Linked DNA regions of Mus musculus: regions 1, 2, 3, 4, 5 and 7 are each linked to region 6. A link is a contact called in public HiChIP or PLAC-seq and promoter capture Hi-C data. All regions are on one chromosome and are shown on one strand. Each heading gives the region's core, a stretch centred on a gene start, on an enhancer-like site or on the middle of the called end of the contact. The rest is flanking DNA. Distances are from core to core; before and after follow the strand shown.

What was found. Promoter capture Hi-C pulls out the DNA fragments that hold promoters and counts their contacts. HiChIP or PLAC-seq counts read pairs in DNA pulled down with a chosen protein or histone mark. Capture Hi-C pulls out chosen DNA fragments and counts their contacts.
Region 1: a promoter capture Hi-C map of neural stem cells shows a contact between it and region 6. The contact joins the enhancer-like site here to the promoter of Nfil3 in region 6. A contact is called at or near these places in 7 of 39 promoter capture datasets (embryonic stem cells, epiblast stem cells, liver and 3 more), 3 of 15 datasets of contacts at CTCF or cohesin (the NIH/3T3 cell line and embryonic stem cells), 10 of 484 Hi-C or Micro-C datasets (the C2C12 cell line, bone marrow-derived macrophages, cortical neurons and 4 more), 28 of 115 datasets of contacts at active chromatin or transcription factors (the 230-238 cell line, CD8 T cells, the HPC-7 cell line and 18 more) and 2 of 9 other capture datasets (adipose tissue and liver).
Region 2: an H3K4me3 HiChIP or PLAC-seq map of embryonic stem cells shows a contact between it and region 6, with 3 times the contacts expected there. The contact joins the enhancer-like site here to the promoter of Nfil3 in region 6. A contact is called at or near these places in 1 of 39 promoter capture datasets (neutrophils), 4 of 484 Hi-C or Micro-C datasets (embryonic stem cells, myeloid progenitors, nephron progenitors and 1 more), 1 of 115 datasets of contacts at active chromatin or transcription factors (embryonic stem cells) and 2 of 9 other capture datasets (liver and macrophages).
Region 3: a promoter capture Hi-C map of embryonic stem cells shows a contact between it and region 6, with 10 read pairs. The contact joins the promoter of Msx2 here to the promoter of Nfil3 in region 6. A contact is called at or near these places in 1 of 39 promoter capture datasets (embryonic stem cells), 3 of 484 Hi-C or Micro-C datasets (all in embryonic stem cells) and 1 of 115 datasets of contacts at active chromatin or transcription factors (embryonic stem cells).
Region 4: a promoter capture Hi-C map of adipose tissue shows a contact between it and region 6. The contact joins the promoter of Diras2 here to the promoter of Nfil3 in region 6. A contact is called at or near these places in 4 of 39 promoter capture datasets (the 3T3-L1 cell line, embryonic stem cells, hippocampal neurons and 1 more), 4 of 484 Hi-C or Micro-C datasets (the C2C12 cell line, cerebellum, embryonic stem cells and 1 more) and 1 of 9 other capture datasets (adipose tissue).
Region 5: a promoter capture Hi-C map of adipose tissue shows a contact between it and region 6. The contact joins the promoter of Syk here to the promoter of Nfil3 in region 6. A contact is called at or near these places in 1 of 39 promoter capture datasets (neutrophils), 4 of 484 Hi-C or Micro-C datasets (cardiomyocytes, embryonic stem cells and macrophages), 1 of 115 datasets of contacts at active chromatin or transcription factors (bone marrow-derived dendritic cells) and 2 of 9 other capture datasets (adipose tissue and liver).
Region 7: a contact with region 6 is called in an H3K27ac HiChIP or PLAC-seq map of microglia, with 6 times the contacts expected there. The contact joins the enhancer-like site here to the promoter of Nfil3 in region 6. A contact is called at or near these places in 7 of 39 promoter capture datasets (the 3T3-L1 cell line, cranial neural crest, embryonic stem cells and 4 more), 1 of 15 datasets of contacts at CTCF or cohesin (the NIH/3T3 cell line), 6 of 484 Hi-C or Micro-C datasets (the 4T1 cell line, the AML12 cell line, astrocytes and 3 more), 19 of 115 datasets of contacts at active chromatin or transcription factors (the 230-238 cell line, SST interneurons, astrocytes and 13 more) and 5 of 9 other capture datasets (adipose tissue, embryonic stem cells, liver and 2 more).

What each region holds. Positions count from the first base shown.
Region 1 is chr13:52,678,548-52,681,564 of GRCm38.p6, forward strand. No RefSeq gene overlaps it. Among named protein-coding and RNA genes, the nearest start is that of BB123696, 77 kb to the right of the region's middle. Within about 2 kb of position 1,669, at least 42 of the 459 cell types and tissues checked have an H3K27ac peak or open chromatin away from gene starts, as enhancers often do. A contact at or near this core is called in cortical neurons, neural progenitor cells and neural stem cells, where this site is marked.
Region 2 is chr13:52,560,807-52,563,704 of GRCm38.p6, forward strand. No RefSeq gene overlaps it. Among named protein-coding and RNA genes, the nearest start is that of Gm2848, 11 kb to the right of the region's middle. Within about 2 kb of position 1,610, at least 24 of the 459 cell types and tissues checked have an H3K27ac peak or open chromatin away from gene starts, as enhancers often do. A contact at or near this core is called in embryonic stem cells, where this site is marked.
Region 3 is chr13:53,471,330-53,474,256 of GRCm38.p6, forward strand. Msx2 (msh homeobox 2) reads right to left here and starts at 1,451. Exons shown (of 2, transcript NM_013601.2): 1 at 1,003-1,451. The coding sequence starts at 1,381. Gm33763 (a long non-coding RNA gene) reads left to right here. Exons shown (of 4, transcript XR_873406.2): 2 at 2,646-2,927.
Region 4 is chr13:52,529,331-52,532,262 of GRCm38.p6, forward strand. It overlaps Diras2 (DIRAS family, GTP-binding RAS-like 2), which reads right to left and starts at 1,506. Exons shown (of 2, transcript NM_001024474.2): 1 at 1,090-1,506.
Region 5 is chr13:52,595,361-52,598,235 of GRCm38.p6, forward strand. Syk (spleen tyrosine kinase) reads left to right here and starts at 1,522. Exons shown (of 14, transcript NM_011518.2): 1 at 1,522-1,694.
Region 6 is chr13:52,979,309-52,982,505 of GRCm38.p6, forward strand. Nfil3 (nuclear factor, interleukin 3, regulated) reads right to left here and starts at 1,731. Exons shown (of 2, transcript NM_017373.3): 1 at 1,553-1,731.
Region 7 is chr13:52,635,123-52,638,426 of GRCm38.p6, forward strand. It overlaps Syk (spleen tyrosine kinase), which reads left to right. Exons shown (of 14, transcript NM_011518.2): 10 at 2,916-3,125. Among named protein-coding and RNA genes, the nearest start is that of Syk, 40 kb to the left of the region's middle. Within about 2 kb of position 1,304, at least 65 of the 459 cell types and tissues checked have an H3K27ac peak or open chromatin away from gene starts, as enhancers often do. A contact at or near this core is called in the 230-238 cell line, bone marrow-derived macrophages, macrophages and 1 more, where this site is marked.

The DNA of each region.
Region 1 (3,017 bases), core at 419-2,918, 300 kb before region 6:
GCTCTGCCAACAGCTATGGGGCTCTCAGACAATCTACCTAAATATTAGATCTTCCTCACCACCTACACATCGTATAAGAGTTGATGGGTATATTTAAAGGTGAATCCATTACGTAACAGAAGAAGCTCACAGAATCTTCCCCATCAACTCCAGTTTGCCAGCCTAAAAATGGGTTTACATTTGATGCGACAAAGGATCCTTCCAGAAGCTCCCACTGTTGCCTTTCCTCTCAGGGCAGCTACTCTGGTTACACTGTCTTGAGATGGATTGAAAAGGTGGCATTGTTCAAGATTATGTGCTTCACAGGCAAGGATGGGACGATCTACCAGATCTAGAATGGCCTCTGTGATGGTTAATCGTGATTGGATCTGAAATCAACTAACTGATATATTGGTGGACAGGCCTGTGAGGACATTTCCAGGGAGGGTCAATTGGAGAGAAGGAAGACCCTCCCCTCCAGAGTAGGCAGTACCTTCCAGCAGCTACTCAGACACAAGGAGGTCAGGGAGGAAAATCACCCATGTTTGCCTGCTGCCTTCACTCTTGTTGGTGAGTGCATCAGCTTATCATTGTGGTTTCTGCTCCACCATCAGCTGCTGCCTCTGGGCTTCAGCCTTGTCTTCAGCCTTCTAATGTGGATCTTTCAGGACTTTGACATCGTAGTAGGACTACTAAGGCACCCAACTTAATGGGTGGGCAGCTATTGGGATACTTGGTTTCTCTGATCTGTAGGCAGCTATTGCTGGACTACCCATATCATGTAATCCAAGGTAGCAAAAGTCCCATTGTAATATATATTCCCTCTAACAGTGCTTTTCTCTATAGAACCCTGCATGACACAGACCCTAAGAGCTTTGTGCTGCATCTGCAATCTCATAAGAGGTGGCAGGACCAGGACCTTCAGCAGATGGGGCTGAGTAGGACTTTGCAGGTTATTGGAAAAACAGCTTCACAGGACCTCTGCTCTCTTCCTGAATCTCCTTAGCATCCTGGCCGTGAAGCAGTGGATGGCTTTGCCTTGCAAGGCTGTTTGCATCAGGTACGTTGCTTCAGGCTCAAAAGCCATGGATCCAGCCAATCCTAAACCAAAGCTCTTAAAGTCATGATCCTAAACAGTCCTTTGATTATCTTAAGTATTTGTTACAGAGGGACACTGGCCAGTACCTCTGATGGACACCTCCTACCAACCCCTCAACACTCAAAGAGTTAAAGCCTTCTTGATGTGGGCTGAATATCTTGGGATTACAGCTGGCAGCCGGCAGTCACGTGGGTTGGAGGAATTGCAGGAAAGCTTAGAATGTTCTCCCCCTATGGGCCCTGTGGAGGTTCCCTCCGCCATGATAGTCCAGGGGTTTCTTCTTCTAGGAGTATGGTATGAACAGCTGCTTCTCCAGCTCCACATGGCCCTGACTTAGACTCCAATGTCCTGCACTCGGTGTCCTGTCTCTAAGAGACACCTTCTCCAGTCGAAGGAATCTGCTCCAATGGTCTCCATGACAACCCTGGAAGGCCCTGGCATGAGCAGCTAGCTAACAGGCCTTGCCAGTAGGCAGGCCCATCCCACTAATTGGATAATGTATCTGAAAGAGCTGATCACTGCTGGCACCTAAATCAAAGGGTGAACTCAGCAGACATGACTCACACCAGCTTTTTAAGCAGGAGCAAGCATTTTCGTTCCTGGCCCCGGTAGCGATCCTCCTTTTAAGAATGTGTCATCCTCCAGGCCTGTCTCATGGCCATAAGCACCCCAAGCTTTGCAATTCTATTTTTGTGAATGTGCGAGAGATGGAACCGAATCAGAATGTAAAGGTTCTTATTTTCTTGGGCTACTTAAGGGGAAACAGATGCTTGCTTTTCTGACATCGTGTCCAACTTCTGGTGGCAGGAAAAAAAAAGAATAGAAGAAAAGGAAGGAAAGCCATGGACGGGCTACATGGTATAACATGAACTTGAAGTCACCATATGTGTTTGATACACTTTGATACGCAGATGTTAAATATAGAGTCCGTACCATCTCCCATCCCTCCACACACATATAGAACCAGAGACAAGAATTTATCTTCTCATTAAAGGTCAAGTGCTTGCTTTTGTGTGCCCAGCTGTGCACATGTGGGATCCAGAGACCAGTCCCATGTCTTCCGCCACTATTCTCTGCCTTGGTTTTGGCTTTACTCTATTTTTTCATACAGGGTCTCACTATGGAGCCCTAGCTGGCCTGGAACTTGGTATATAGAGCAGGCTGGTCTTGAACTCACAGAGAGATGTGTCTCTGCCTTCTGAGTGCCCGATTCACCTTACTTTTTGAGACATGTTCTCAATTAACTCACCATTTCAGCCAGAGTAACTGGCCAGGAAGCCCCCATGATCCTCCTGTCTCTACCACCACTAGTGCTGGGATCACAGGCACACCAGCTCCACCTACCTATTTCTATAGGTTCTAGGAATCCAAATTCAGTTTCTCATGTTCGTTCAGCAGGCATGTCACCAGTGGCACCATCTCTATGGCCCCAAGAATGTGCTTTCCCAAAGCAGGAGGAAACAGCGATGACATTGGATTTGGGAGAACTGCTTGCCTGGCAAGCATGAGATCTCGAGTTCAATGCCCAAATCATGTAAAGCAGCAACAAAAGCCAGGTGTTGTGGCCTGTTCCTAGAACCCCACCCAACACTGGAGAGGCAGAGAAAGGAGGATCATGGGGCTCAGTGGCCAGCTAGTCTAGCTGAATCTGTACAACATAAAAGGAAGAGATCTTTGTCAAGGAAAACAAGAAGTAGATTGCAAAGATATCTGAGGCTGACTTCTGGCATTCACATGTTTGCACACACACATGCACACGCACACACACACATCACATCACACATATGCATATGCATGCACCCATGAGTCCTGGAAAACAGCCACTTTCTCTGCCATCCCCAGACCCCAAATTCCCTAATTTTCAGCCAGAGGAATATCCACCTTGACATGTTATATGTATAAGAATTAGAGGGTCAGGCCACAGCAGCACCCCGGACAT
Region 2 (2,898 bases), core at 360-2,859, 420 kb before region 6:
AGGCACACAGGGAATTAGGGGAATATTCTAGAAGGACTAGGTCATCTAAAGTTTCATTGGTGGATGCTAGGGGTTACAAGGGTCAGCTTCTGATCGGTTTGTGCCAGGGGGTCAGTGGTCTGCATTCCTGTGTCATGAACGTTTAACCACAGGACGTGATGGGACTACCCATCCTGAGATAAGATATTTCCCCGTTTTTTTGTGGTTATCCCCAGGCTGTTCTTTGGAAGGGGGTTTCTGACCTTGTTGCTGGGTTTTATGGTCTGTCCCTGGAGCTGGTCCAGCCTTATGGCCTTCCTTTTGAAATCAGGCCTGGGCCTTAAGTGGAAACAAATGAGGTTTGTGTCTTCCTTTCCAAAGCTTGCCCAGATTCCGACTGTTACCGTTTGCCACAGGCCGGAATGCCTATAGTCCTGTTATGGAGAAAGGAAATGTAAAGCAGAGATCTCTGACAAGCATATATGCCTGCCATTCCGCAGGCACTGCAGCCTTACTAGAGATCTCATAGCCGATGTTCACCTGTTTAACAATGTTCCTGGAAAAGAAACCCATAGCGGTACTTGGATGGAGGGTTTTAAGGCACCTTATTTAAAGGCATTTTGATTAACATGAAGCATTTTACACCATCTCATTTTCTGTCACCCTTGGATGCTCAAAGCGCGGATGAAACACAATCCGTCGGCTTCTGTCAGCCGACCGTGTTTGCCAAGCAGCACTACTTTTGCTTTCTCTGCGCATTGACCCATGCCACAGCTGGGTGGGTGTTTTCCAGGGCAACACCAGTTTGCAAAGCTCCTCCATTTTGGTTGGACTGTAACACTTCATGGAACAGAAGGAACTTGGTTCCCAGAACCAAAGCAACTCATTTCTCTATATCCCTGCCTCCCACACCAACATAATCAAGTCTCAGTAACGAAGGCCAAGAGAGAGGCTGATCCAGCACTGTGACTTTCATTAGCTCACTGCCCCCTGGTGACCCCCTTCCCACCCACCTTGCAATAAAATCTGCAATAAGGAATGTCTACTCTCCTTGGAGTGGGCATAACTCTTCTTAGATCCCCTGCCTGCCATGCTGCTGGCTGCTTGTCTGTCTATGACACAACAATCTTAATAAGCCTATTAGCCAAAAAAAAAAAAAAAAAAAAAAAAAAAAAAATTTCTCTAGGTCTTCCTCCTTGAACACTAAAACCCCAAACCTTTCAGTGGATGAAGCCTGCATTTCATTAAATTATTAGGAAGAGGGGGAGGAGGAGAAGAAGAAGGGGGAGAAAGAACTTCAGAGTTGAGTCCCCAAGTTTACAAGTTTCCTCAGTCTGTCAAACATGAAAATTGGAATTTGTCACAAGAGATCTCAAGCTTTTCCTCACTGTATCCCACTGGGGCAGCTGCTGAGTCACTTGGCAGAGAGAGCAATCTCTTTATTGTAAAGCTTTCTCAACCACAGAAGCCCACTCTTAACTTTTTATATTTTTGTTATTCAAATCCATGCAGCAGGCAGACAGGAAGTATTTACTCGCTGAAATGCATACAATTTGCATAGCAAAGAAATGGCAGCCTTTCCATTATCATAACAATACAGAATCGTTCTGCCCGGAGCCAGCGGAGTATGAATATAGCAGCCAGGGGCACTTTGTACAGTCAGTTAATTAGGAGCTGCTCAGATGTCTGGGCTAGTCTGAGGCAATGCTCTGCTTTTCCAGAAGCAATGTAGTTTACCAGATTTATTCAGGGACTTATTCCCAAAAGGTTTTAATACAAAAGCACCACTGACAACAGTGAGTCCCACCCAACTCAGGTTGAAGGATTACTAAAGGAAACCCTCCTGGTCAAAAGAACGGAATCTACCTATGAATAGAGAGAGACATAGATAACCCATTTGGGCTGTCACTCACCTAGCCAAGGGACATTCCCACAGAAGGCTGAATCTGCTTAAGCCATGTTAAGGAGATGGAAGGAATAGTTATCCCTTTAATGAGATACATAGATAGATAGATAGATAGATAGATAGATAGATAGATAGATAGAGATAATGTGCCTTCGAAGGATCTTTGTTTTCTAGGTAGTCACTATAGAGCTACTACACAGAGCAGAAAGAGGCTTCTCCAACCTATATTAAGAAAAGGCATTGATCTAGCGACATAAATAAATATTTAGGAGGCGTTTGACAATATGGGACCTATGTTTTTATCTTATTTGCCCTCATTGGTTGTGTACACACCTGCACAATGCTCTTCCTTTATGCACAGAGCTGTGCGAATGCACCTCCTGGACCTCCTTATGATCTCATTGATGGAAGAGATTCTTGCTTCATCTTTTAAACCTGGATAGAGATGACCTCCATCGACCATCATCACTTCAGAGGGCCCAAAATAATACTGATAGCTATGGTTAAATGTTAAGGCTCTCTTTCTCCATGCCCACGGTCACATCATTTAGGTCTAAGTGTGACAGAGCAAGAAGACCTTGTGTTCTTCCCAAGGACACTTCAGACTTAACTAAAATCTGATCTTGATTGAGAATCCCATGGGAAATGACCCAACCCAGTTCTATTCTAGGAACCTAGAGTCAGGATACCTCTTAGGTTCTGTTAGACTGTTTGCTTGGACAAACCGCCCCCTGAAGCTGCTGAGTGAGATATCAGGGTATAGTTTTGCCTTTTAAAAGCCCCTTGGTCTAAATATTCAGGGCTACAGGTGGGTCCCTGAAAAATTGAGTGTAGTCCCGGCTCGCTGGAATAGACTTTGAGTTGGCTATAAACAGAGTGGTCATCTCTGGTACATACTCTGTAACATAAGCATGCCACATTCTTATTTTAATACATCCCGTCTTCAACTCACTGACTTGTTCTGAAATTTTTCTCTGCAGCAAAAGTCAGGTCCCAACTGCATCTAAGTAGCA
Region 3 (2,927 bases), core at 201-2,700, 490 kb after region 6:
AAGTCGGCACAGCCTCCCTGGAGGAAGTGGGGTGCAGTGAAAATAGCAATATGGCCATCACCCTCAAAAGAGGGGGCAGAGAGCATGGACACCAGACCCCCATGCCCATTGCAAGTATGAATGGTAACCTGGACCAAGCAAGAGCAATCCTCTAAGCACTAGCCACCAAGTCTGAAGGGGTAGCCACAGGTGGCATGCCTCTGCCTGTACTTTGAGGTTCTAGCAAGCAGCCAAATCTGGCGAACTTGTGGCCACCTCACTGTACATTCTCAAGTTCTGAAGGAATGCTGTTAATTATTACTGTGAACCCAGGAGAGCCCACGAGGGTCTGGCCCAAACTAGCTCCCTGCAACACGCAGAACCTAACCAACAACGGACTAGAATACAAGAAGCTTCCTTTCCGAATCAGTCTCTGCCTGCCACCTTCCCTTCATAGGATGGACACTGGAGTTCGAAGACTACCAAGTATGTCTGCTCCATGTCTGGTTAACTTCCAGTTGTCTAGTCTTTATAGTGGGGTGAACTTCATGGGGCTGCCTGTATATTTTGAAGGCCAGCAAAACCACATTTCAATACTCATTTAAAGTGGATCCCAGCCCGGTGTGGTGGTGCACACCAGTTATTCTAGTACTTAGGTGGTGGAGTAAGATGACGAGTTCAAGACCATCCTGAGCTGCATACCAGCACGGGCCACAGGAGACCCTGACTCAACAAAACAAAACAGCGACTCTCCCCTATTTCCCGGGCAGGTACACAAATATGAAGTTTTCGGAGCAGGGGGCTAAGGACTGCAGAAATCAACAACTTGGTTTGGTTTTCAAATGCCAGCCAGCGCTCAGGTACTGCAGATTCCTCGAAGCTAGGGATTCTGGGATGCGGACCGCCCGCTGAACTGGGGTACCAGGGGGGTCAAGAGCATCATCCTGTTAACACCCGTTCCCCAGCCCCTCTGGGACCCCTCGCGCTGGTCCAGCCCGGATCCCGTCCCAGACGCGCACTCACTGGGCGGCGGGGAGTATCTGCCGGGCTCCTGTATCCACGGTGCTCCGTCTTCGGAATTTTCCGACTTGACCGAGGCGGTCTCGAAGGGCTTGACGAGAGGCCCGGGACTGTGAGCGTCCCGGACGCCGTGTCCCGGCAGCAGCAGCGGCCGCAGGACAGCGCCAGCCGAGGCGCAGTCGGGTGGCACCGCGGGCGATTCCTTGGGCGGCTTCTTGTCGGACATGAGCGCCTCCACGCTGAAGGGCAGGCTGGAGACCTTGACCCTGCGTTCCTCTGCGCTGCCCTCGGCTCCTCCAGGCCCGGGACCCGGGCCGGCCAGTACCGCGGGGCCCTCCTCATCCGACGAAAACAAGTCACCGCCTTTAGTCGGAGAAGCCATGACTTTCTGCGCCGCGTAGCTGTCGGCGCGCGACTCCGCTGGCAACTCTCAAGCGAAGACTCCAACTTTTGGGGGGGGAGCCGGCAGGGGCGCGCTGGGAGCCCAGCCTGTCCTCCGAGGGGAAGTGGGAGACTCGGCTCAACCAACTGGCGACGGCCCTGCTCCTGACGCCACGGACGCTCGCCACCGATTGGCTCTCCCTGGAGAGGCTTGGGGCCCTTCCCCCGCCCCGTTTGAAATAAATTAGGAGTTAATTACAGGAGCAGTCAGCAGAGTTGTTATTAGGCGATCCCTCAAGGGTTATAATCGCCCAAACTGAAAAGTCTAAGGCGTAATTAAAGCCGATTGTTTAAAGAGGAAGCTTGCCGAGTCTCATTTCTTGTCTTTTAACCCCTCTTTAAAGTGTTTCTGGTGCCGATCCCACACGCTCCCGCCTGAGAATGTTGGAAATCTGCGGAGGGCATGGAACATTTATAAAGCTCCCACTATGAGCTCAAACTAGTGTATCTTTGTAACTATAATGGAAAACAATAGCAGCATCTTTACTAATAGAAATAGTTTAGGCATGGTCCTTAGTTGTCTTATCTTTGGAGAGTGTTCCAAGACATTAGCTGTAACTCATTCCTTAAGAAAAGGGACAAAGATGAGAAAGGCTGAGAGGTGGTCAAGGGATATTCAACTAATCTCTACCCTTTCTCCCTTTTTTTTTCCTTTAAAACAGACTCTTGCTCTCCAGCTCTGGCTAGCTTAGAAGTCGCTCCCTATCTTACCCAAGATGGTCCTGAACTTGCTACCCCACTGGCTTCGTCCCTGGTGTTGAGAGTGTAGGTGTGCACCAGCAGACCCAGCGCCCATTGGTTCCTGGCAGCTAATTTACACAAATGATCTCCATTTCATACTCTGTCCAAACAGGACAAGTTTTAGAAACTGTCAATGGGGATATTTTCTCACCCCTTGAGTCTCCTCTCTAGGCCCGTGCAAAAGTGTGCTCATGAGGTTTTTTTTTTTTTTTTTTTTTTTTGAGTTTGTGTTTGTCATTGGAGTTCAGGTGTCAGGATAGCATCTGCCTTGGGAGGTGATGGGCAGGGGAGAAGGGTATTTGTGACATTTAGTGTCTTTATTCTCTCTGCAAATAACAGGGTTCGACTTTGCAAACCCAAAGCCTGAATATCTTTGGGGAAAGCTCATCTCACCTGACTTTGAAATTTTAAGCAGCATACCTATCAGGATCCCACCCTAAAGCACACTCTCTATCTAACTGCAGCCCCAAAGCATCAGTGACCAACTGTATCAATGCATGGAAGAAGAGAGTTTTGAGACAGAGGCCTGAAATAATTCTGCACCTCCCTTGCCCGCAAGCCAGCAGGAGCAGAAAGATCGCTGCAAACAACCCATTTCAGGCTGCAGAAGCTTTTTCATAGATCCAAAAACCCATCCGGACTGGTGGGGGAAAGAAGAGCCTGCTAAGCGCTGGTCCCAAACAGCAAATGCTCCCTAAATACTCCCTCCAGCACCAAAGGGGAGGACCATTGCTCCAAGTTGCTTT
Region 4 (2,932 bases), core at 256-2,755, 450 kb before region 6:
TCCCATACAAATTTGTTAAATTTATTCTAATTTTATTCCCTTTTCTCTACCACCCACTCCACCTCCTCGAACCCAAATGCCAGTGGGAAAGAACACATCTAGACTGATCTGAGATCTAAAATACTTCAGCTTTTTTGCTGTTACTTAGAAAATAGTCATTTAAAATAATATTTTATGGGTTTTTTTTTCTTTTAAGCAAATCACAAAACTTCTGCTAGTATAAACTAGTATGCACGGGGGCCCGATTAAAAGCTAACAAGAACCAAAATGTGAAATGAATTCCTAAACAAGGCTGGCTGGGCACGGATTCCTCCACCCAAGTTATACTGTGTTCCACCTTTGAAGGCATGGAACAACCGAGATGTGTGGTGTCCAGTTCCAAAGATCCCCCAACCCCAAAGAATATGAACTGGGACATGGAATCGCAAAGCAGGGTGGGGAAGTCCAACCCTTGGGCAGCCAGCTGTCATTGTCCTCTGATGGAGACCCACGTTCTTCTGCCTGGACTAGATGCTGAGACTTGCCTGAGCTCCCACCGGGAGAAGAAGGGGAGTCCCGTGGATATCCCAAGCCTGGTCTTTAAAATAGGAAATGAGACATTGGGGCGGGTCCCTTTCCAGAGCGTTAAGTCTAGAGGTTGGGATCCAAACATCAGGAATCCCCTAGCCATTTCTTCTTGGCTCTGAATGTTTCTTTCTCTAGCTGTACCTCTTTAGGAGACTTTTCCTAAATCGATGGAATCTTCCGCATTCATTAGAATACCTGCAGTCAAAGAATTTCCCCAACCGCAACTCCTGTTAGGACGGGATCCCTAATCTTGGGTAAGACCCTGAGGTTTTGCCCCTTCAAAGCAATGTTAGGTGTTCAGTCTAACGTTCTCCCAACTGAGCTATGGCTTCGTCCTCGCCCTCCCCTCCTGGAAGGATGCAGGATGAGGCTGGCTGGTCCCCCTCTCCAAGTCCTGGGATACATACTGATCTTCAGCCCCAGAGAGTAATCCTGCTCCTCTGGCTCCCAGGACTGGCCAAAAGCGCCGGGCACCCGCGAGCTGTATCCAGCTCCAGCCGAGAGCCGTGGTGGCTTGCTTACCTGGGGAGAGCCGGCTCAGAGCCGCAGGTCTCCAGGCGCAGCTCCGGGACCCGCTGCGCGCAGCGCGATGCGGTGGCTGCTGAGGCGGAGTGCGCGCTGCTCCCGCCTGATGACGCTGTCAGCTGCCCTGCGCCCCGCACCGCCCTGTGCACCGCACCCCCAGTGCAATGTCCAGAGCCCTGCACCTCCAGTGCAACGCCCAATGCAACGTCCTGCCCCCTGTGCTGCCCCTCTCTGTCTGCCCCTCTCTGCCTTATGCACCCGCCCGAGCTCTCTGCACAGCCTTACAACCTCCAGCACCGCTCCCTGCACCGCCCGCACGCGCGCCTGGCCCTGTGCAGTCCTCCCACGCGGTGCTCTCTGGCTCTAGCCTCCCGGCCTCCGGCTCCACCCTCCTCAAGCTCCTGCAAGCACAGTGGTTGCTCGTTGCGGTGGCCTGCTTTTCACCGGGAGCCTTCAGCTGCCCTCTACCGAAAGCTTCTGGAATAGATGACAAGAGACTAGAATTTTCTGAAAATTAAATGAATCAAAAATCATTCCGTTGAAAGGACAGTGGATTCCTGTGTTTAAAACTATGCTCCTACCCTAGTGTACTTAATCACTGCTTACCACGCAATAAGACTTGGTCACTGGGCAAGGTTTCTGTTCCTGTAGCTGTGACAAAAACAAGCTAAGGAAAACTGGGTTTGCTCTGGCTCATAGTTCAGAGTAAAAAAGCAAAGCAGGAAAAAAAAAATCTTGAAATGGCTGATCACATCGCATCGGTAATCAGAACTTAGACGACTGTGGAAGCACGCTGCTACCGAGATCAATTTGTATAGTCCAGGATCCTGTACCCAGGAATGGTCTAGCCCACAGTCAAGACCGGCCTTTGCACAACACTTAAGTAATCAAGATAATCTCTCCTCCCACAAGCCTGAGGCCCGTCTCCAGGTGACTCTAGATTCTGTCAAGTCGACAATAGTAGTCACATGTGCTAAATCACAAGACAGCCTGTCACTTAGAGGTGCCAAGAAATTCCCTGCCTGAAAGGCAACCATACTACAAGAATTCAAGCGTTTTAACAGGACAGGGCTCTGACATCACCTCTTTGGGTAAGCTTGGGGGACCACGCTGCTCAGCAGCTTTTCATGACCATTTCAAAGAATTAACAGAGAGAGAGAGAGAGAGAGAGAGAGAGAGAGAGAGAGAGAGAGAGAGAGAGAGAGAGAGAGAGAGAGAGAGAGAATATGCTGTACTGACATTTTGTAAGCGCTGGACAGGAACATCTACCTATATCATACTTGCACTCTATGGCTGGAGGAAACTCTTTTTTTCTTTTTTTATCCTTATCTTTGTCCTTTGGTGATGTGGTAAAAGAATTACAAAATGGGGCCTGTATCTTCTAAATTAGGCTTAGCTTACAGATTCTGTAAGCTATAATATAGTCACTTTTCTGTTTGGGTAAGTTCTGGAGTCCTGTAATTTCAGAGGATATAATCCTTTGAAGTTGGTTTGCAAAGCAAATCTCTGCCCTGCTATTCACAGGAAACATGTTTGTTTGTTTGTTTGTTTGTTTTGAAATCTTACCTAAGATATGCTTTCACTATTTACAGTTAAGATAACATCTTTGTTCCTTAGTTCAGCTTGACTCTGGCCTTAGTGCTATGGCTACTAAAATAAGAAGGGAGTAGACCATTTTTAACAAGGCCATTTGAGAGTGGCCTTCACAAATGTAGCCCTACTTTGAATATGCCTGTGAGCAGGAAGTCCACATGTCCACAGTCTCTCCATTATGAAGGTCTGTGTATGACTGTGGAGATGACTCAGTTGCTACAGGACTTGGGGAGCACACACAAGAATC
Region 5 (2,875 bases), core at 272-2,771, 380 kb before region 6:
TGACTCTAACAACCAAAGTAGGCATTCCTCTCAAGCACTCAAGGAATATTTACCAAAATAAAGTACCTGCTTGGAAAACCCACTAAGCTTACATTTAAAAAGCCACGTAAATTGTTTTTTAGAACACAACAAAATCAAACCATATATCCATAACAAAAAAAAGTATCTGGAAAGCGAATAATGGGCTTTTATATAACCTGTGAGTTGATAAAAGTCTCAAAAGAACTCTTAAAATATTTTACCTAGCATACAGATGAGAATTCAAGGCCCTGGAGGATTAGCTCAACAACCGGGTGCACTTGTTGTTCTTGCAGAGGACCCGTGTTCAATTCCCAGCACCCCACTGACAGCTCACACTGTCTGTAACTCCATTCTCAAGGTATCGGCTGTCCTCTTCTGACAACCATAGGTACTAAGCACATGCATGATACACATACACATATGTAGGCAAAATGCTCATATACATAAAATAATGATATTTTTTAAAAAATAAAATATGCTATACCAACATTTTTCAAATGATGCTAAAAGTAGTGCTTAGAAAGAAATCCCGAACACTAGGCCCACTGCTATAACAAAATCCTTGAGACTGAGTGCTTTATAAAGAAAGGGAGTTTAGTTTGGCTCGCAGTTTAGGGCTTAAAAGCCCAAGTTCAGGCTGCCACGTCAGGTGAGCCCCTTACATGGCATGACATCCTGGCAGATGGCACCACATGGTGGAAGGCTGTGATGAATCATGGTTGTGGATGGGACCAAATTGGTGGGATGACCTTGCTTGATAACAATTCACTGTCAAAGTAACTAACTCAGTTCACTGAGACTTAACTTAGTCCTCTGAGATAGCCATTAGTCTTTTCCAAGGCTGGTGCCTCAGTGAACTCGCTCCCTTGTACCTCAGAACCCACCTCTCAAAGGTTATGACACTCGAATGTGCCACACCTTAGCCAAGCTCCCAGCACATGAACCCTGGAGCGGCATACCCAAACCCCGATGATGTAGAAGATAAAGAGAGCTGTGTCAACTCAGTCACCTATAGTTTTAGGCAAGGATGTGCTCTCACTATAGGAAATTAAGTTTTATAAGAATTATCAAGAATTACAGTACATTAAGCCTAGGCCACGATGGTCAAAGGAGGTAACATGGTAAACTCTGAAGCCAAAAATAGGAAACTAAACAAAAATGAAGAAAACCTACTTGGAGCCTTTAAAATGATCAACAGAATTAGTAAATCGTCAAACATGATATACAGTAATATAATGAGAAGAAAAATTGACATACCCTAAGCTTGGCACACAGTTTTAGCCAGGTTGTGTAGCTTAGGTCTAAGAATCAGCGTGACAATCCTGGTCAAGAATCGCCAAGATCCTCCTCCACTGGCAGGTGTTTGTTTGGGATCCCTGCCTTCTGACTGTAACTTCATTTTGACTATGAAATTATCAAGCACCACCCCCCCCCAACACACACACACCCTCTTACTTCTGCTTTCTGGCTTGTCTTGCTTGCTGACACTTTGAGGAAAAGCCACTTCCCTAGTTACAGACACCACTTAACAGCAGGAAACCTCCACTTGCTCTCCTCTGCCTTCTCTCCATTGCAGCCATTCCCATTTTCAAGACTGCCAGTCTGGTCCTTTCAACGTTCCATGCTGCCTGGTGCCCGGGAGCCCAGGCCTTCTGTGACTCCAGGACAGGAAGGTAAGTCAGATCTGTAGCAATCAATAATGGCGACCTCATGGCTCTCTGCACCATGGGTGGGCATTAGAGAGCACGCCAGTATCCGAGTATGTGCTTTCCTGGCCGATACCGTCCCCTGGGCTACATCATGCCCTGGCTGACATTCGTTCATCTTGAGCTATGGAGTTGATAATTACTGCAGTTCTCACATGGCAGAGACATCTTTCTTCCCTGAGCACATAGCCGGTACTTTCTTTAAGCACTGGGGTTAATTCGTGTCTTTAGATACAGCTGTGAAGTCTCGGGAGTAACTCCACTGTAATTTCCTGGAATATTTCATAGTCAGGAATTTCAGAGAAACCAAGATTTCCTTGAGCAGGTGTGACAGGTCCTTTGTGTCGAATGTGGGTCATTTGGTTTCTCTAGAGGCCTTGAGGACCCTGTACATATTGTCCTTGTGAGGTGGGCAGATGGGGAAGTAAAAATAGAGCCTAGACAGCAGCAGCTTCAGCCAGGCCCCCACGGCCTACTGAAATGGAGTTTGTTGGGCACAGCGTTCACTGTGGCCTCAACCCCAGCCACCCAGCTGGGATTCCCTGGGATGGGACTTGGGGTGGGAACCAGAAGAATACTGTCACTTGGCTCTCCACCTATCCTGAGTACTTTGTCCCAAGATGATGGCAGGAAAAATCAGGAGACAGTCTTATCAGGAAATGTCTGCAACTTGGTCGGTTGTTGGTATTTTATGTGTGAGTGTATTTGTGTATATGTACATAGCTGTACATATGGTGTCTGTGTGGTGGAGAGAGAGATGTATATGTATATATGTATGGTGTATGTGTGTGTTGTGTGTATATACACCTGTATGTATGTATGTATGTATGTATGTATGTATGTATGGTGTGTATATATGTGTATATATATATATCTTGATGCGTATGTGTGTGGTGTGTGTGTGTTGTATGCATATATGTATATACCTTTATGTGTATGTGTGTATGGTGTGTGTGTGTGGTATATATATATATATATATATATATATCTTTATGTATATGTGTGTGTGGTATACATATGTATGTGTATATACCTTTATGTGTATGTATTGTGGTGTATGTTGTACTTATATATGTGTATATACCTTTATGTGTGGTGTATGTGTATGTGTGTGTGTGATATATACATATACATATACATATACATAT
Region 6 (3,197 bases), core at 481-2,980:
GTTGCCCTCTGAACGCAGCAGTTCCTCCAAAGTGTCCTTTAAAATGATAAATGGGGCCCCCGCGTTCACCAGCAGTCTCTGGGTGCTGCGAAATGCCTTCCTAAAAATACAGTCTTATCAGAGGTCTTGGAAGGCGTGGAGTTAAAACTACAGCAAATGGCCTTGAGCTCGTATTTGCACACAGCCCTGGAGAAACCAGAAATAGCACTGAGGCCAGGATTGTTAAAATGTGATAGGGCTATATTTAGAAAGACGTACATTTCTTTTAGGGTAAAAGACACACATTTGGCAAGCATGAGCTATGTCAAGGCTTAGTCGGTCGTCACTTTCCGGCTTAAAATATCCTTTAAAAGAACCAACAAAACCCCTGTTGATGGTGACATTCTTCAACGCTGAGATTGCCCTACTTTCTTTGTGGCAAGATTATAAAATCACGTAATTAGCTCCCTTTCTATGCTCAACAGCCAGCAAATTCGGCAGTTACATAACCTCACATTTCCAGGAATCTAGTAATGATTTGTCTTGTGGTGTCTTAAAAAAAAAAAAAAAAAAGCCAATGACGATAAGGTGAGAAAAAAAAAAAAGAAAGAAAGAAAAAGAAAGGCTGATGAAACGCATCGCATTCCAGTTGGGAAAAGTGGGGAGGCAAACGTCACAATGGCTCGTCCGGGTTTTAAAAATAACACCTCGGAACATTTAAGGAGCCCCCCCTCCCCCGCGCGCATTAGTGTCCAAGACTAGGATTTCTTCTTTCTTAATAATGAACTCCATAGAATCGTTTTTTAAAATATGCGTATTTGGGACGATACAGAGGTACCAATAAGGATCTAATAGCCAACGCTGCGCTAAAATGACCAAATCATTGCACACAAATCACACGCGCACATTCTCACATCAGTTCGTCCTCGGTGCCCACGTTTCATCGCTGGCCCATTATGCAATGTAAGAAAGGACACATCCCTCCACCTTCCCGAGGGCTCGTAAAACACGGTGACGACAAACGGGTTGGAAAACGTCGGTGCCGACACAGCGCCTGACACAAACAAACGCCGCGCAGGCATCTCCGATTGCCGTCACCGTTGGTACTCCCAATCCTCCTAAGCAAATCAAGACTCAACCCTCCCCTTAGCTGGCCCGGATTGGGGACTAGCGCGGAGAGACCCCGGAGAGCAGGGCAAGTCGTCTGGCTGCTAAAAGGATCGGCCTCCACTCCGCCTCCACGGCGCGCTCTTCGCCACCGAAACATCAATTTTCCTGAAATCCGGAGACATTATGCAATAGCGGGGAGGAGGAGGGAGCGCGCGGCAGCCCGGGCTACGTGCGGGCGCCAGGGCGCTGCAATCAAAGCAGCTACCTTAAGGTGGCGAGTCCCCCCTCCTGCCAAGGCAGCAAAAGTTTATGTAATGCATGCCCCGCGCACACTCGCCGCCTCCCGCCAGCCCTGCGCCGCGCCCGCACGCATCCCGCGCCCTACGCCCGCCGGCCGCGCGCTCCAAGAGCGGGCACGGAGCAGAGCAGGGCCCCCGGGGCCGCCGGTGGGCGGAGCGCTTACCGTGGTTCTGCTCCCTGGTCCGTGAGGGGGAAAAGAAAGGGCGGCTGTAACCGGGCTGGCGGCGCCGGGGCGCGATTCAAGCTCCGCCGGGCCCTCAGCGGGCGGTGGCGAGGGCGCGGCGCGGGAGACGAGCGGGCGCGCCGGGTCCGCGGGCGCCGTGGCCGCGCCGAGAGATGTGTGTTAGTAGGTCAGTTCCGAGCGCCGCGCTACGTCGCCGCCCGCCAGCCCCGCCGTGACGGGCGGCGGCCGCCCCAATCGCCGCGCCCGCGCCCGCCCCCGGCCCGCCGCCACTGGCCGCGCCGACAGGGGCGGGCTCCCCACCGCCCCGCCCCGCCCCGCCCCGTCCTCTCCGCCGCGGCGCCACTGGCAGTCCGCGTCCTTCTCTGGCCGCGGCCGCAGCTGCTACCCGCTGTCCGTGGGGACCCAGGCCGAGCGCTATGTTGCGCAACGGGACGCACCGCGGAGCAACCCGAGGCACGCCTAAGAGGAGCCCAGGACCCTTTTGCCCATTGCCGGCCGCGCCCTCCGGGTCGCTGCGCTCGCTCCGTGGTGCCAGCACCTTTTTTTGTTTGTTTGTTTCCCGGAGAGCCACAGAGGGCCGGGCTACCTGTTGCCAATAGAACCCCGGGTGAGGGCTATGGGGACACGGGCGTGGCGGGGACCTTGGCCTCCTTGTGCCCACGGTCCCCTCTGAGACCGGGAAAGGGGCGCGGCAGCCGGGCTACTGAAATGTCCCGCTCCTCTCCCGGGCAGCGCCGCAACGGTAACACAAACAGCGCTCCCGACACAATTAGGGCGAAGACGACCCCTACAAAGTTGTTGCGTAACACGGTTGGGAAACCAAGCTAGACCCGGTTGGTCTGTGTCCCCGACCACGTGGAGAGGTGGCGGCTGTCTCCGAGGACCTGAGAGTCCGCGGCCTCGGTGTCCCCGGCTGGGAAACCTACCCGCTTTCGGTGCTCGGGCTAGAGCAAGCCACGGAGGGCATTCCCCAAGCATCTTGAACTGGTAGTTCTCCTCTCCTTTCGGTTCTCAGTGAACACGCCAGCCAGCCCCCACCCCACCCCCCTTTCCCCAATTCCTGGGATGTACAAAAGACATAAGGAAATGGGAGACAGAGCATCTGGTGGCATGTTCTTAAGTCAGTCATCGGGTTGGCTATTGTAAAGGAACGTGGCAAACACTCCCCGCGTTTACAGACACGTAAGATTATAGCCGGCCTTGGCAAAGGGAGCCATATTCCTGACAGTGACGCACGCGCTTGCCCAAATACGGAATGTGGCAGGTGGCAAGGTCCTTGAGCTCGGACTGTGGGACCTGGGCTCGAATGATTCCCTCACTCAACCCCCTCCTTTCTCATTTTTCAAAGAAAGCAAACCCCAAAATAAAGAGTGAGTGTGCGGGACCCCCACCCGGAACATCTCACCAAGTGGATCTCTTTCCATTTACTCAAGACACACAGTAGTAACTCCACAAATAATCTCCGAGGCACATCCAGTGGTGATTTAAATGCCATTCACCGTTGGACTTTTGGACGCCTTCACAGGGCAATAATGATGGAGTCTAGCTGGTAAAATACCCCTTAACCAATAAAGCCCCCATAGCACAGATACGCAATAGAGGATAAATCTCCTTTCACGGGTGC
Region 7 (3,304 bases), core at 54-2,553, 340 kb before region 6:
TTACCTGTAAAAGAGCTCAGTGCTTGGAAGACCAGGAGTTTCATAGTCTCTTCCTGGGCCACCGTAAACAGTCAGGAATTGGAACAATAGTAGCCTCTTAGAATTAGTGGGATATTATCTTTCCCCTCTGCTTTTCTAGAAGACGTGGTATTTTCTTTTTTAAATGTCTAGAGGAATCAAGAAACCTTTTCTAACTTCTTAATTTAGATCCCTGCCTCACACCACAGATGTAATGATAGACCCAACTATGAAAGCCAAAATAGGTGGCTAGAGATGACAGAATGGAGCCTCCCATGTTCCCGGGAGGGCCCAGAGAGGCTTCTAGGGTGATGATAATATCTAAATCCTCCTGTCAGGCCACAGGCTGTGTTCTAGATCACCACACTAGCTGTGTGTACTTTCCTGTGTGTGTGTGTCCCACTAATTCTGTTATTTGACCTAGTGTATTTGTTAGGTGTGTGTGTGTGTGTGTGTGTGTGTGTGTGTGTACGTACATGCATGTGGTTTGGGGATCAAGCTCCAGCCACCAAGCTTGGCAGAGAGTATCTTTACCACCTGAGCCCCCACACGGCCCATTTCCTGAATAGTTCTGTTTTGATTCATCGGTTTGAAGGTTCAACAAAAGAAACAACTTCTCATGCTTGTGGAAATTTTACCACAGGTAATTTTTCAAAGCATACCTAGTTAATGTTTGTTCTTTCTTTTAAGCCACATTTTGCTAGAATACTTTCAAGAGTTCAGCATGATCCATGTGATGTTTTTGTGAGGGAATAAAAAAAAATCCATATTTTCGAAACACATTGAGGCTTGCTTAAAAGTAACCAAGCCCAGTGGGAGAGAAGTGTTTCTTTCTCTTTAACTCTGAGCTTGAACAGAATGTGTGCTTCTGATTGGGCATGTTGTGTACACACCTGTGGCCCCCCAGAGCCCCAGAGGTAGAGACAGGGGGATCAGAAGTTTAAGGTCATCTCCTACTATACAGCTAGTTTCAAGCCACAGTGGATTATGTAAGACCCGGACTCAAAGAAAAAAAAAAAGCAAAGCAATGTATTTTTATTTTTTAAATTCTGGGCCCAGAGGCTCATTTGCAATATCATAAAGAAACTTTGTATTCCTTTATGCATGTAGGCAGAACCTAGCTGGGAAACCACATGACACTGCAGCAGGCTGTATGTGTGTCACAACAGGGGAACTTTGTTGAAGCTGGTTGAATATTTCACAATTCGGGGCTTTCCTCAGCCTGGACCATTCTCCATTGCTGTCCACTACACCGGGGTTCACAGGCAGTGGGGCATGGTTCCTCTGTCTGTAAAAGAACAGCTGTAGAAAGAATCTCTTGTGTACTGTATGGAATCATTACCATCATACAGAGCACCAACCACAAACCAGAGAACAATCCCCGAAGTCCAATTTGGGGAACCAGTGACTGGGCACGCATGTGGGGGTTACTCACAGGAGCTGCGTGTGCCGCTGAGAAGTCTGGGCCTCAGTGTGGATGGTGGCCTCTACAGGATGTAGGGTCCCCTAGATGCCCCCTCTCGGGCTCCTGTTAGCTTTCACAGTCGTATGCTCTAGCACCTCCCAAGACCGTGCGTCTATGTTCAGTTAGGACAGGATCTCACACAGATGACTGGGAAGCGCCGGGGGGAGTTCCAGGAATCAGGGTAACAGTCCAGTGAGCATCTCCACCCCTTCCTTATATGGAGGAGCACCAGCATTTGAAGCTGGTCTTTCTTCTCTCTTGCAAAAGGCATAGCTGATCAGATGGAAAGAGCAGGTGTTATATTCAGAGGACGTTAAAGATGATCTTAAACCAACGATCCTCCTGTATCCACCTCTGGGGCTCTGGGGCTCACAGGTGAGCACCCCCATGGCCGGTCTGAAGCACACGAGTTGTTCAAGCTCAGAGTTAAAGGGAAAGAAACACTTCTCTCCCACTGGGCTTTGTTACTTTTAAGCAAGCCTCAACATGTTTCGAAAATACAGATCTTTTTCAATTTCTCACAAAAATATCACATAGATCGTGTTGAACTCTTGAAAGTATTCTAACAAACTGTGGTTTAAATGAAAGAATAAACATCAGCTATGTGTGATTTGAAAATTTACACCTGCCGGGCAGTTGTGGCACACGCCTTTAATCTCAGCACTTGGGAGGCAGAGGCAGGCGGATTTCTGAGTTGGAAGCCAGCCTGGTCTGCAGAGTGAGTTCCAGGACAGCCAGGGCTACACAGAGAAACCCTGTCTCGAAAAAACAAAAACAAACAAACAAACAAACAAACAAATAAACCCCAAAAGAAAGAAAGAAAGAAAGAAAGAAAGAAAGAAAGAAAGAAGGAAAATTTGCACCTGTGATAAAATTTTCACAAGAAGGAGAAAAATGGTACTAGCTATTTATCTTGATGTGTGTGTGTGTGTGTGTGTGTGTGTGTGTGTGTGTGTGTGCAGGTACTCCTGACACAGCACATATATAGAGGCCAAGGGACAACCCTTGGATGTCACCTCTTACCTTTCACCTTGTTTCAAACCGCCTCTGGGGATTCACTGCTGGCCCCACGAATCTCCATAGATTCTCCCCTAGAAGCCCTGGGGTTGCAGACATCTGCTATCCAACTTTCTGTGGGTTCTGGGGATCTGAACTCTTAACCTCACTCTTGCATGCGCTTTTTACACTGGGTTATCTCCCCAGCCCATGGCCGTTTCTTGTTTGTTTTTTTTTTTTCGTTTGTTTGTTTGTTTGTTTTTGGGTTGCTTTGTTTTGTTTTTCTGAATGGCTTTAAGAGATTCTCATTGGGCAGCGGGTGTCAGCACCATTCCCCTCCACCCCCCTCCCCCCAACACACACACAATGTGACTACAGAGAAGAGGACCTCTAGGCAGTTTGGAAAGTTTCTCACAAGTTACAATCTGTGTCACAGAGTTGTGAAAACCGTGGCTGTGAAAATCCTGAAGAACGAGGCCAACGACCCGGCTTTGAAGGACGAGCTGCTGGCAGAGGCGAACGTCATGCAGCAGCTGGACAACCCCTACATTGTGCGCATGATCGGAATCTGCGAGGCGGAGTCCTGGATGCTGGTGATGGAGATGGCGGAGCTGGGGCCGCTCAACAAGTACCTGCAGCAGAACAGGTGACCTGGGGCATGCGAGTTGTGTGCGGTGCCACCCCGCACATGCCCTGTCCCCCGAGTTTGGGCTGTGCCGGGGCCCCGCCCCCACACACGCCCTGTCCCCCGAGTTTGGGCTGTGCCGGGCCTGATTTCTAGGGGAAGCTCTCTCTCCCTCTCCTCTCTGTGTCTCTGAGTCTCTG